Linked DNA regions of Hordeum vulgare: regions 1 and 3 are each linked to region 2. A link is a contact called in public Hi-C data. All regions are on one chromosome and are shown on one strand. The core of a region is the stretch at or near the end of the contact, and the rest is flanking DNA. Distances in the headings are between cores, read along the strand shown.

Region 1 (4,037 bases), core at 516-3,015, 260 kb before region 2:
GCGAGAGTTTAGGTGAAGAGAAAATTCCGTTAGCAGATAAAACTACAAAAGGTGACATTGTACTTAGCAGTTATGCCCCCCATTACTTATGCGGAATGCTTCTTATTCATTTGATTTGCATATATATAACTTCGCACGTTCGAATTCAACGAATCAAACAACATATAGTACAATCATTTACAAACCCCACAGAACTGTGAAACCCAACGAATCTCTGTGCCACAGATACACATTTCGTGTACACATGCACCTTTGACGCATGCGCGTACACTAGTTCAGACTTCAGACAGCGTAGCAATCCCGGTGGAATATGCATTTCTCGATCCCTCTCGTCATCAGTTGAAGACGTCGCACTGCTTGCGTATGTTCCCGTCGCTGCCAGACTTAACCCCGACGCGGCCGAGCTTGACGATGGCGTCGACGAAGCCCCGGCTGAAGGCGGCCGTGCTGTTGGCCCACGAGTTGACGAGGGGGCGCGTGCGGTTGTCGTTGTAGAGGAGCTGGTCGGAGGCGAGCAGGCCGCCGCCGTCCTGCAGGTTCCGGTAGTACTGGTTGTCGAAGAGCGCCGGCGTGGCTTGGTCCATGAGCACCGGCGGGTCCGACGAGCCGTCGGCGGGGCACTTGGTCCTCAGGAACGCCGCGTACTTGGGGTTCAGCGTCGCGTCCGCCGGGCTGCCGTACACCCGGTCCCTGAACTTGCCGCAGTGCGCGAGCCCCACGGTGTGCGCCGCTGCATGCCGACCAGCCATGAACTGTCATGTTAGTAGGAGTACATCCACGCGGCGCAGGTAGAGGTAGGTACGGCTGGGAGAGGTGCGTGGTTCACCTGAGAGGGCGACGATGTCGGACATGGTGAGCCCGTGCGCTCTGAACATGGCGACCATCTCGTTGAGGGTGCTGGTGGCCTGCGGCAGCTTGCCGGCCACGCTGCTGGCCGTGGAGCTCAGCCCGTCCAGCCTCCCCAGCTCCACCGGGTAGAACGGCCCGCCGCTCTGTACGCAAATCAAACTTCAGGCTCAGGCATGTCCGGTGGGAAATTAATGTACCGATAGACGTGCACTGTGCGTGTACCAGGGCGATGGCGTCTCGTGTGGCGATGGTGAGTATGTCGGCGCAGGAGACCAGGTCGGGGCACGCGGCCTCCACGGCCACCTTGGCGATCCTCACCGTCTCGTAGCCCTCGAACGCCAGGGACTTGTTGTCGTCGGCGTCCATCTCCGTCGGGTTCCCCGGCGTCGACCGGATCAGCACCGACGCGTCGCAACCCTGCACGTACGTACCGCCGCATACACACACATAGATCAACCACTCGATGACTATAAGTTTTGAGAGCACGGGCATAACAAGCATCAGTGCAAGTGTTACTGCGTGCGGCGAACGTACCTCGACGAAGCAGTCGTGGAAGAAGAGGCGGATGGTGGAGCCGATGGTGCGGATGTTGTCGTCCATCTTCTGCGTCACCACGCCGCGCACGATGCTCTCCAGGTTGGGGCAGCTTCTGCTGTAGTAGCCCGTCGACAGGTCGGACGCGCCGAGCTGCGCGGAGAGGGCGACGACGAGCAGCGCCATGCACGACCAGGACCGGGACATCTTACTTCTCTGCCTGATGGCCTGTGTAGGTGGTGCAGGAATGTTGTAGGTGGTGCACAAATGAAGGGTCATTTATACATGCAAGAGCAACGAGGTGTGTGATGGATCGCTGATACAAAGATAGTTAAATTGCAAGGTGTGATAAACAAGATCTTGTCACGCTGTGGAAGAAAAGCGTGAAGAGTTGACAATCTTTGGTCTATGGAGAGATGCGTGTGTTTTGGTCTAATTTAGGACTGGTTCTTGATGTACATGTGTGGGATGTTTGGGAAATTTATTTTCCTTTGATGTGACGGTGTGTGAATTGAATGAACTCTTGGCGTTTGTATCATCTACCAATACTGTGCACTAATTGGTGAGATGACTTAGAGGGTGCTTGGATACGTTTTAGTCCCATGACTAAAAGTAGTGAGACTAAAACTTGCTAGCCTCACCCATGCTTGGATCCAAGTACTAAAGAGACTAAAATCAAGTTAATGAGCATTTATTATCCTCCAAACCCTCCAATCCAGAACTTGCATGAGGAGTTAAATGAGGAGAGAGAGGACTAATGCACATTTTAGTAGGGGTTCATGTGACTAAAAGATTTTAGTCTCTAGACTAGTTTTAGTCCCACTTTAGTCAGGGGTGATTGGAACTTTAGCCTCTCAAAGAGACTATTTTTAGTCAGACTAGTTTTAGTCCTATGGATCCAAGCACCCTCTTACTAGAGCATCTACAGTCGGGCCCCCCCTTCAATCCGCCTCAAATGTCCGGACAGATCGTCCAGTCACTGACCGATCATAAAAATTCGAGCTAGCCGGACCCCTCAAACGGGCCACAAACGTCCGGGTTAACCGGCACCCCTCATATTCAGCCCAAATATGGGGCGGATATAAGAAACCCGGGCATGCTCGCCACGTCGGCCTAACGGCGTGACCTCATGCAGACTCGCGTGAAAACCCGATCGTCCAACGGGCGCCTCCATCGTTGGCGCGGTGTGAACGTCGTGTGGCACTGCTTCAGCTCCCCGTCCTTATCCATAGCCGGCTATTTAAGCCGGCCGACATCACTCAGCCCTAGCACATCCCCCTCCTCCCTTCCTCCACCGCCACCCGAGCCCGTCAGTCATGCCCCCTCCCCCCCCCCCCCCGCCACCACTACACGGTCCAGCAGTGTCTCTCGCTCCTTGCGCAGGTCTGGATCCGGAGGGCCGTGGGGCTACCTCTGTATCCAGAGGAGGATTTCGAGGAGGCCGAGGATGTGGAGGAGGAAGAGGAGGATGAGGTGGGGATGGACGAGGACGAGGAGCAGGAGTTGGCAAAGGAGGCGCCGCTGCTAGTTGTTCGGGAGGACCAGCAGGAGCCGGCGGAGGAGGCGCCGCCGTTGGATGTGCGGGAGGAGGGGGCACCGACATGAAGGACGTGGATCTGTGGCCGAAACAGCTGGTTATCCTGAACTCCATCCGCTTGGAGTGAGCTGCGGAGGCCAGGGGTCTCCATCGGCAGCAGATGGAGGCGGTGCGGGCTGCGCAGGAGGCCGCATAGCCGGCTCAGGCTCCGGCGCAGGTGGCTCTGACCATCTCCGAAGACGAAGAATAGCATAGTATGTAGTATGTAAATTATTCATTTTGCATGCTTTTTATGGATCTAAGGGATAAAATATGAAAGAGTTGAATGTGGACGAGTAGACTTGAGACGTGACTGGTCAGTGTCCGCGGACGCATCCGGACGCGGACGCGGGCGTTTGAGGAACCGGATTTGCAAGTTACGATTGTCAATGCTCTTAGAACATGTGAAACCACAAACACAAAAGTCGGCCCCCAAACGCCCAAGGGCAGTTATCCGACAGCACATAAAATTACTCCTTCACAACCATGAAACTTAAACTTCGCACTTTAAATTCATACTAGTCATGCAAATAAAATCTTATGTACTAGGGGCTGTTTGGTTCGACACCTAGCAATGTCATGCTTTTCCACATAATGTTGTCACATTTGTTTAAGGTTCGTTCTTCAAAATAAGAGCCACAAGTTGGCAAGCCTAGGAGAATCTTACCACACTTTTATGTGTGTATGTAGTGTATGACGTTAGTGTGGCTTGAACCAAACATCCATCTAAGTTGATTAAACTTGTCTAACTTTAGGTGTGACAACCTTTGACAAAGTTAGCCTCAAAGCAAACAGCCCCATAGGTACATAACTAAAATTACTCGTCGTCATAGATTTCGACAATTTTCGTGCCCGTTGGTAGACATGCAAGTGAGGCAGCTCATGTGCCTGCGGAGCCTCCTCCCCCCTGCCACCTCCTCCGCCCCCGCCACCTCCGCATCCAGTTTGGGAAAGAATGCCTTTGTCGTCGCATGTTCTTGCCGGATGAACTACCGGTTGGCCTCGATGTAGGCCTTGTCCTGGATGAATTCAAGGATGGCGGTCTGCTCCGCCATCTCCATAGCTTGGGCGGCCTCGT
Region 2 (3,644 bases), core at 11-2,510:
AGTATACAAAAGCGTAATGGACAATGCTTGCCATACCATGGGATCACTTGATCCCTCTCGGTACATCTTGTACGTTTTGTGTGTTGATCAACTTGATTTACTCTTTGTCTTAGTCTTGATCAACCTTGTGTCTTTATGACCATTCTTTGAATAATACCTTGAATACCACATTGGTCATCATATAAACTCTTTGAAACCAACAGATGGACTTCAAGAAGTGACTATGAACAAATCCTACAAATATAACTTAAGGCAACCATTAGTCCATAGGGCTTGTTATCAATTACCAAAACCACATATGGAGAAATATGTTCTAACACCTCTTCCCCCGTCGCTCGTCGTCGTTGACGCTCGTGCATGCACATGCTTGCCCCCCTTAGTTGAAGGTTTTTTAAACTCTGGTTGAAGCTTCTTTCACTTCGGTTGAAACTTTTTTCGTGGTTGAAGTTTTTTTCCATGTCGCTTGAAGCTTTTTCATGACGGTTGAAGCTATTTTCGTTGCTGGTTGTAGCAAAATTGGCAATCAGTGCTAGCCTTTTGTATTGCAGGTTCCAATAAAATCGCAGCGCCACCATCGTCACCACAAACTTCATTGTGGCCGCTGCAGAAAATCACGTCATCGGATGTAGCTTTTTTCGTTGCCGGTTGTAGCAAAAATCGCGAAGCCACGTGCGATGTAGCAAAATGCAACACCGGTGGTAGCAGATAGCAATGTCGATTGTAGCAAATTGTGATGCCGGTTGAAGCATGTAGCAAAAATCAATGTTGGTTCGAGCATCCCTGTGTCATCGGTGCGCCTCGCCGTCGCAATTATGTAGCTCGTCCACCAGAGTTGGAAAAAGAGGTGACCGTGCTCGCGGGGACGGGGGAAACGACAACCTCGTCGGGTCTGTACGACCATCGCAGCTCGCCGTCGCTACTCGTCGAGGGCTGCTTGCCGTCGCAGCTTGTCGTCGATGCGGGGTAGACGGCGGCCTCGCCGGGGCCGCGCGTCGTCGCCGCTTGCTCGCCCGTACTAACTCGCCGCCGCAGTGGTAAAATCGAAACGAAGCATAGCGCGTGGTAGGAGAAGGTCGCTGGAAAGAGAGTCCCCGCGCTGCGAGATGAGATGCGATCCGCTTGATCTAGTCGCATGAGACGGCACCAGATGGACCGACTGATTTTTTTATTTTTAGGATTGGGACTATCGCTAGGTAGATTCAATGATTCAGCCCCAGGCAATAATAAACCCACCTGTCAGTGACCAACACCAGCGGATTCCAGAGTCTCCGTCCCACTCCACCTCTGTCTCCACGCCTAAACTAATAAAAAAGATTCATCTTCAGCTAATCTCTCCCTCCTCCACCCACCCACCCACCAGCCGGAAACCCTAGCCCGCCCTCGCCGCCGGCGATGGCCGCATGAGCGATGCCCCTCCGAGGAAGCGCCCACCAGCCAGCTCCGTAGCTCGAGCCTCCGCCGCCGCCGTCGTTGTAGCCGCCCTCGCGTCCTCCTTCATCGCCCTGTCCCCTCGCTGCGCCCCGGCCGCCGCGGGATCCGGGCCCAGCATGTCGAAGGCGAGGGTCTACACCGACGTCAACGTGGTGCGCCCCAAGGAGTACTGGGACTACGAGGCGCTCACCGTCCAGTGGGGGTAAGGCGCTGACGTCACGCCCTAATCATCAGCCATGGCTATTTTCTGTGTTCACTTTGCTAATGGCCTGTATGCTTGTGGATTTCGGTCAGTGCTGGGTGTGGGTTATTCGTTGGGGCTGCGCTAAGATTAGGAGTGTGTTCTGTAGAAATTTAGCTCGAGGTTCGCGGATTTTTCTTCATCCCTGTCAATCGCAGGGTGTGATTGCTGGTTAGGGGCTGAAGTTTGTCTGCGCATGCGTGCACTCGAGAATATGAGGTGCACTCGAGAATATGAGCAATATGGTCCTTGTGTCCTTATAAAACCGTGTGTTAAATATTGCTTTGGTAGCTTCAGCACAAAGCTTATGAAATTAAGAAGTTACTTTGGGCAAATGACATTGAGTTCAAGATTGGTTTTTGATATTCCCACATCCCTGATCAGAAAGGTTTATTGAAGAATGGGGGTTTTCTCTGCAGTCAAAAAGAATCGGGCCTTAGTTTGATTCTGTTGTCAATTATTCTGATTATATTTTTAAGTGTGCAAAAGCATTGTGATTAATTGTAGCCGATTAGCTGACCCTCCTTGTTCCATCTGTACTTCATAAGACTATAAGAGACTGTAGGGGAAAAAGTGTGAATGTTCTGTCCAACATGGTGATATGAACGTCTTTTCTAAGAATACCTGTCTTCTCTTTGCGACTTCTGATCAGTAAAGATTTACGTTATAAATCAACCCTTAAGATTTATGCTCAGTATCCTTTTTTGGGTTAGTTTAATGCTTTTTGGCGAAAGGTAATTGGAACCTTAGCCTCTTATGCTTTTCATGTTTCCACCGAACTAATACCGTGCTAACCATTGCCACATCTCTAACCAGTGAGCAGGATGACTATGAGGTTGTCAGGAAAGTTGGAAGAGGTAAATATAGTGAAGTGTTTGAAGGCTTCAGTGTTAACAATAGCGAGAAATGTGTCATTAAGATACTCAAGCCTGTAAAGAAAAAGAAGGTACTATATGAAGCTTTGTAACTTATATTGAGATGTGAACTACTCATTTGCATCATTGCATGTTGAACTGTAGATTTTTTTTTTTGATCCAGTAAGAATCCTTTTATGGATTATACAGAACCAAAAAGATTTCCATCAAGAGTAGAGCGTGCAACCAAGAAAATACGGGATAGAAACATAAAATAAATTGAGTAAACTGTAGTAAAAAATTAGAACTTTTCTAAAACTTACATAATTTGCTTGAGTGCCAGGTCAGTAGTGTCCAGGAACTCTTTTAGTGTGGGGCCAGAAGTGTCACATTCTTTCTCTTAGCATCCTCAACAAGTCTCGGCATTGTCTTTTGACCACTCTTAGCTGCTTCTCGGTCACTTTATGATGGAGACTTGCGAGTGTGTCATCATACCTGCCATGTCTTAAAAAGACACATCAGATGCTTGGCATCTTGGTCGCAAAATTTAACTGTTTAGGCAATTTACCTTTTGAGGAACTTGGTAGGAGCACTGCCCATTCATTCAAAAGCATGAAAGGTGACTGTAATGACAAAGTGACTTGTTTTTAAGGGGAACAAATAAGAGAACTCACGAACACCCGCATTGATCCCCTTAACCCACTCTCCTGGCTAAATCCCATTGGGCAACATCTTCAAAGGAAAGGGACACTACCTCCCGCAAAGTAACAAGTTTTGGTGAGAAGAGCCAATAGGAAAACAATCAGATCCACGAAATGGGAAGTGATTGATGCCAGCCTTGTTTGATCATAAATCTGGGTTTATTTTCATGATTAGAATAACCATCTGCTTGTTCATAAATTCCCAGAAAAAGAGAAGATTAAGTCCATAGTTAATGCCCACACATGCATTATTCTTACCATGTCATGCCTTGCACTTCCATTAAATAAAAATGCCTTTCTTGGTGATGAAGCTCTTAACCTACTTGTCATGTGTTTATGCAGATTAAAAGGGAGATAAAAATACTTCAGAACCTCTGTGGAGGTCCAAATATCATCAAGCTGCTTGATATTGTCAGG
Region 3 (3,740 bases), core at 1,017-3,516, 190 kb before region 2:
ATGGCCATGGCCATGGCCACCCTTCCAGCGCTTCTTTTCTTGGAACCGCACTTGGATTAAGCTCGCATGCCCTACTCCATGGCCCATTGGAGCGACGCGACATGATGGTTCTAACAGACGAGGAGAAGAGCATGAAAAAAAGGCGCCTTTTTTATCCGCTGGTAAGAGCAAGTATAATAAGGTACAGTCAGTAGGCTATAAGGATTAAAATACTATATTTTTGTTGAGTTGGATGAAAAAGAAGAGGAGAGAGAAGGAAAGCGGGCTCTTCGTGAAGAGCCAGCTCTAGCACGTGCTCGTAGGTGCTTTGTGAGAATGAAAGGTGGGCCATATATGATAAAAATAGTACTCTTTTGTAGCTAACTATTATATAAGCTAGCTATAAGGTGGGTTGTAAGAAACTTATAGCCAGCAGTTGGCTATACTATTAACCATGCTCTAAGGCTGACCATAGTAGGGTATCATAAGCTAGTAACATAGTATTAGGACTAGTAAATATGGTGATGTGGCAAGTAATTAAAGAAGAGAGAGAGAGGATTAGAGTAACATAAGTAGATATCGTAACATGTTAAATGCTATACTATTTTGTGTCATGCATGTCAATAAATGAGATCACTTATAATACTATGCACTATAAAGATAGTATCATACAATAGTAACATATGCATGAAACACAACATACAAATTGTCAGTCTCAACGCATTTTTCTTCAAATTACTACTCCCTTCGTCTTAAAATAAGTGTCTTAAATTTAATACAATTTTGTACGAGAGTTAGTACAAAGTTAAGACAGTTATTTTGATACGGAGGGAGTATTATCGATGCTACCGGCTAGCATACCTAGGGCTGTACCTCAGGTACGGCGCGAGGATGAGATCGAGAAGAAGAATGGCCGGAGCTGGACCACTTACTAGGCCGGGGCCTGGGCCTGGGCCTGCCACCCTGACGAACCCTGACCAGAGGGAGGGAAGGAGTCCTTGACCCAAATCAAATGAGATCACCGTATGATCCACATGAAAAATAGTGTCGCGGTACTGCCACACTTAATTAACTATACAAGGACTGAAGCAATTCGGTCAAAGAAAGTAATGGAGAACAACAAAAATAATGGTTTATTTCGGCGCCTCAATGATCTGGTCAAAGCAGTAAAATGCATGTCCTTTGGGAGAGCAGTCGGGGCTTCTGTATGTATGGCCTGCACCTTGCGGTACTTGTGTTCAGGGGCTCTGCGTTTCAATGGAATCACAGCGATTCTGCTGGGTTTTTTACAAAAGAAAAAAAAGCTTCAGTTACAACATCTTCGATCATGAATTCCTGATTTGCAAATTCGCGTTTTCAAATGGGATCGGGTCGCGTCCTATATGATGGATTGACCGAACTTGTCCGCAAACCCTTTATATCCTTCTAATATTTGAGATGGATAGAAAAATTCGTGGATAGTCCGGACGTTTAGAGTTGATATGAGATATTTGATTGGGTTACTTTTTTCCTCCTTCTCCAGTTGGATCGTTTATCAGACGCGTTTGTGTATATACGAGGGGTCATTTAAGGTGTGCGAGGCTCTTAACTTCTAACGTCTAATCTGCCTTCCTGCCTATGATGGATCGAAAAGAGCTTTCAGACAAAATAAGCTTGAAAAATAAGAACACTTCTTGTTTTAACGGTTGCTGGTAACGGTGTGTCAGTGTACTGGATGGACGGAGCTTTCTTTCCCTGCTGTACCCAACAAGCCCTAACTTCGAAATAAAAACGGGCGTTGTGGTAACAACGGTACCGTCCGTGGTGAAATGAAATGATGTACACAAAGCTGGTGCTGTGTTGACATCTCGTACCACTGGAGCACTGTACATACATCTCGACAGACGACAGAGAAGAATACTTACAAAGAAAAGAAAGCTGGGTGACGTATTGCTGTCATCGTAAAAGCTTCTCGGAGCACTCATTTTGGCTCAAAAAATGCTGCTTTTGAATCCATCCATCCATCCATCCATCCATCACGCTCCTTTCTCTCTCTCAGTGAATAACAAAGTCCAATCTTTTGCTCTCCGTTTCAGGGATAGTAGGAATTCTCTATCAACAGATCCACACTTGGGCGTGTAATTTACTACTATGCGGGTGGCCCGTTCCTTACTCCACCTCCAGTCCTGTCCCCTCTGCTCGGCTCCGCCGCTGCTGCACTGCATGCCGCAAGAGCAAGCGAGAGAGAGAGAGAAAGATACTCCTCCTACAGTGCTACTCCGTTGCTCGGCATGCCTGCCTGCAGTGCAGCGCAGGCCTGGTTAAAAATGCCACTGTGAAAGGAATCTTACATCATTCGTGTCTTGTCCCCTCCTCTTCCTCCTCCTTTTCTTTTCCTTCTCTTTCTTCAGAGAGGAGGAGAGTGTGAGAGAGAAAGACAGAGAGGGAGGGACGGATGGAGACGACGGTCTGCTGGTTGATGTGTATAAAAGGGAAAGCCTGTGGCCTTTGGAACCATACAATGATCGGAAACCGATAGCGAGGAGAGAAGAAACAGGGCTAAGTGAGTGTGAGTGGTAGTTGGAGCTCAGTGGCACCTCAGTTCTTGAGTCACTTCTCTGACATCTGGTAATTGAGAGGTGAGAAATGAGCTCGTCCTGCCTCTCTTCTTTTCTCCTCACGATTCGGTGCTCATCAATCTCCAATGCCGTTTTCAATCATTTTTTAGCCCTTTTCAGGCTCTTTTTTTCTGCCCTTTTGGTGCTCTGGTTGTGCGAGCATATTTTGGGTTGTGAGTGACTTGCTTCAGAATACAGTTACTCCAGCAGAGAGATTCTCCTGTCATACATAGAACACTGTTCTCCTTACCCTCTTTTTGCTTCCTTTTTCTCCTGTGAATCTAGTGCCCGGTTCTCGATCCCACTTCTAAAGCTCCAATTGCGTGGCTGCATTGTAGTACGGGAGATCAGCTCGTGTGCTCACCTTCTGTTCAAGCTCATATCTGTATGACAGGATACAGTGTAGTGTAGTTGGAAACACTTGGAGCAGAGGCTTATGTTCTGGCTATCTCTCAATGCAGGTCCGTAGAAGAAGAAGAAGAAGAAGAAGAAGATCAAGAAAGAGATCGCCGCAATGCCGATGGAGCAGGCCTTCATGCACTGCGACAAAGACGCCCTGAAGATGGCCATGCTCAAGCATGAGGAGACCTTCAGGCAGCAGGTACAGTAATAAGATCATAATTCAGAAGCTACAAACTTTATCCTCCCCGTGTCAAGAAGACTGCGGCCTCATGATTTCTGTACGTTGTCGCAGGTGCACGATCTCCATCGCCTGTACAGAATTCAGAAGCTTCTGATGCGGGACCTCAAGAGGGAGATCAAGAGCCAGCAGAGCGGCCTGTCCGCCTCCCCGAACGGCTCCCCGGGCGCCGAGTACGACCGCCGCAGGGCGAGCGCGCTCGATGCGTGCTCCTACGAGCAGCAGTGGCAGCACGGAGCTGCCCGCCGCGGCAGCCACGCGGCGGCGACCCCTCGCGCCGCGCAGGCACAGCTGAGCCCGGAGGCTACCGACGACGAGGAGGCGGAGCTGGAGCTCACGCTCGCCGTGGGCAGCGGCGGCAAGAAGCGGTACAGCAACGAGCACTGCTCCCCCGGGGAGAGCTTCTCGTCGTCCACGACGGAGTCTGACACGCCCACCGGCGGCCTGGACTGGCAGCAGGCGCAGGCGCACCAGCAGCTTGCCGGCACTGGCGCAGGAGCGGGCTCGCCGTACCACAAGCGGAG

What was found. A called contact is a pair of places that touch in the nucleus more often than the background predicts.
Region 1: a Hi-C map of leaf shows a contact between it and region 2, with 2.2 times the contacts expected there. The contact joins the promoter of LOC123398444 here to the promoter of LOC123452358 in region 2. A contact is called at or near these places in 2 of 6 Hi-C or Micro-C datasets (leaf and seedling).
Region 3: a contact with region 2 is called in a Hi-C map of seedling, with 3 times the contacts expected there. The contact joins the promoter of LOC123398442 here to the promoter of LOC123452358 in region 2. A contact is called at or near these places in 3 of 6 Hi-C or Micro-C datasets (leaf and seedling).

Annotation. Positions count from the first base shown.
Region 1 is chr5H:531,849,738-531,853,774 of MorexV3_pseudomolecules_assembly, reverse strand. LOC123398444 (peroxidase 50-like) reads right to left here and starts at 1,765. Exons shown (of 4, transcript XM_045092914.1): 1 at 1,384-1,765; 2 at 1,072-1,266; 3 at 827-992; 4 at 87-730. The coding sequence starts at 1,662. The coding sequence ends at 336. It also overlaps the pseudogene LOC123397166.
Region 2 is chr5H:531,594,261-531,597,904 of MorexV3_pseudomolecules_assembly, reverse strand. LOC123452358 (casein kinase II subunit alpha-2-like) reads left to right here and starts at 1,260. Exons shown (of 10, transcript XM_045129000.1): 1 at 1,260-1,633; 2 at 2,489-2,618; 3 at 3,570-3,644. The coding sequence starts at 1,401.
Region 3 is chr5H:531,787,180-531,790,919 of MorexV3_pseudomolecules_assembly, reverse strand. It overlaps LOC123398442, which reads left to right and starts at 2,266. Exons shown (of 3, transcript XM_045092912.1): 1 at 2,266-2,597; 2 at 3,038-3,177; 3 at 3,271-3,740. The coding sequence starts at 3,091.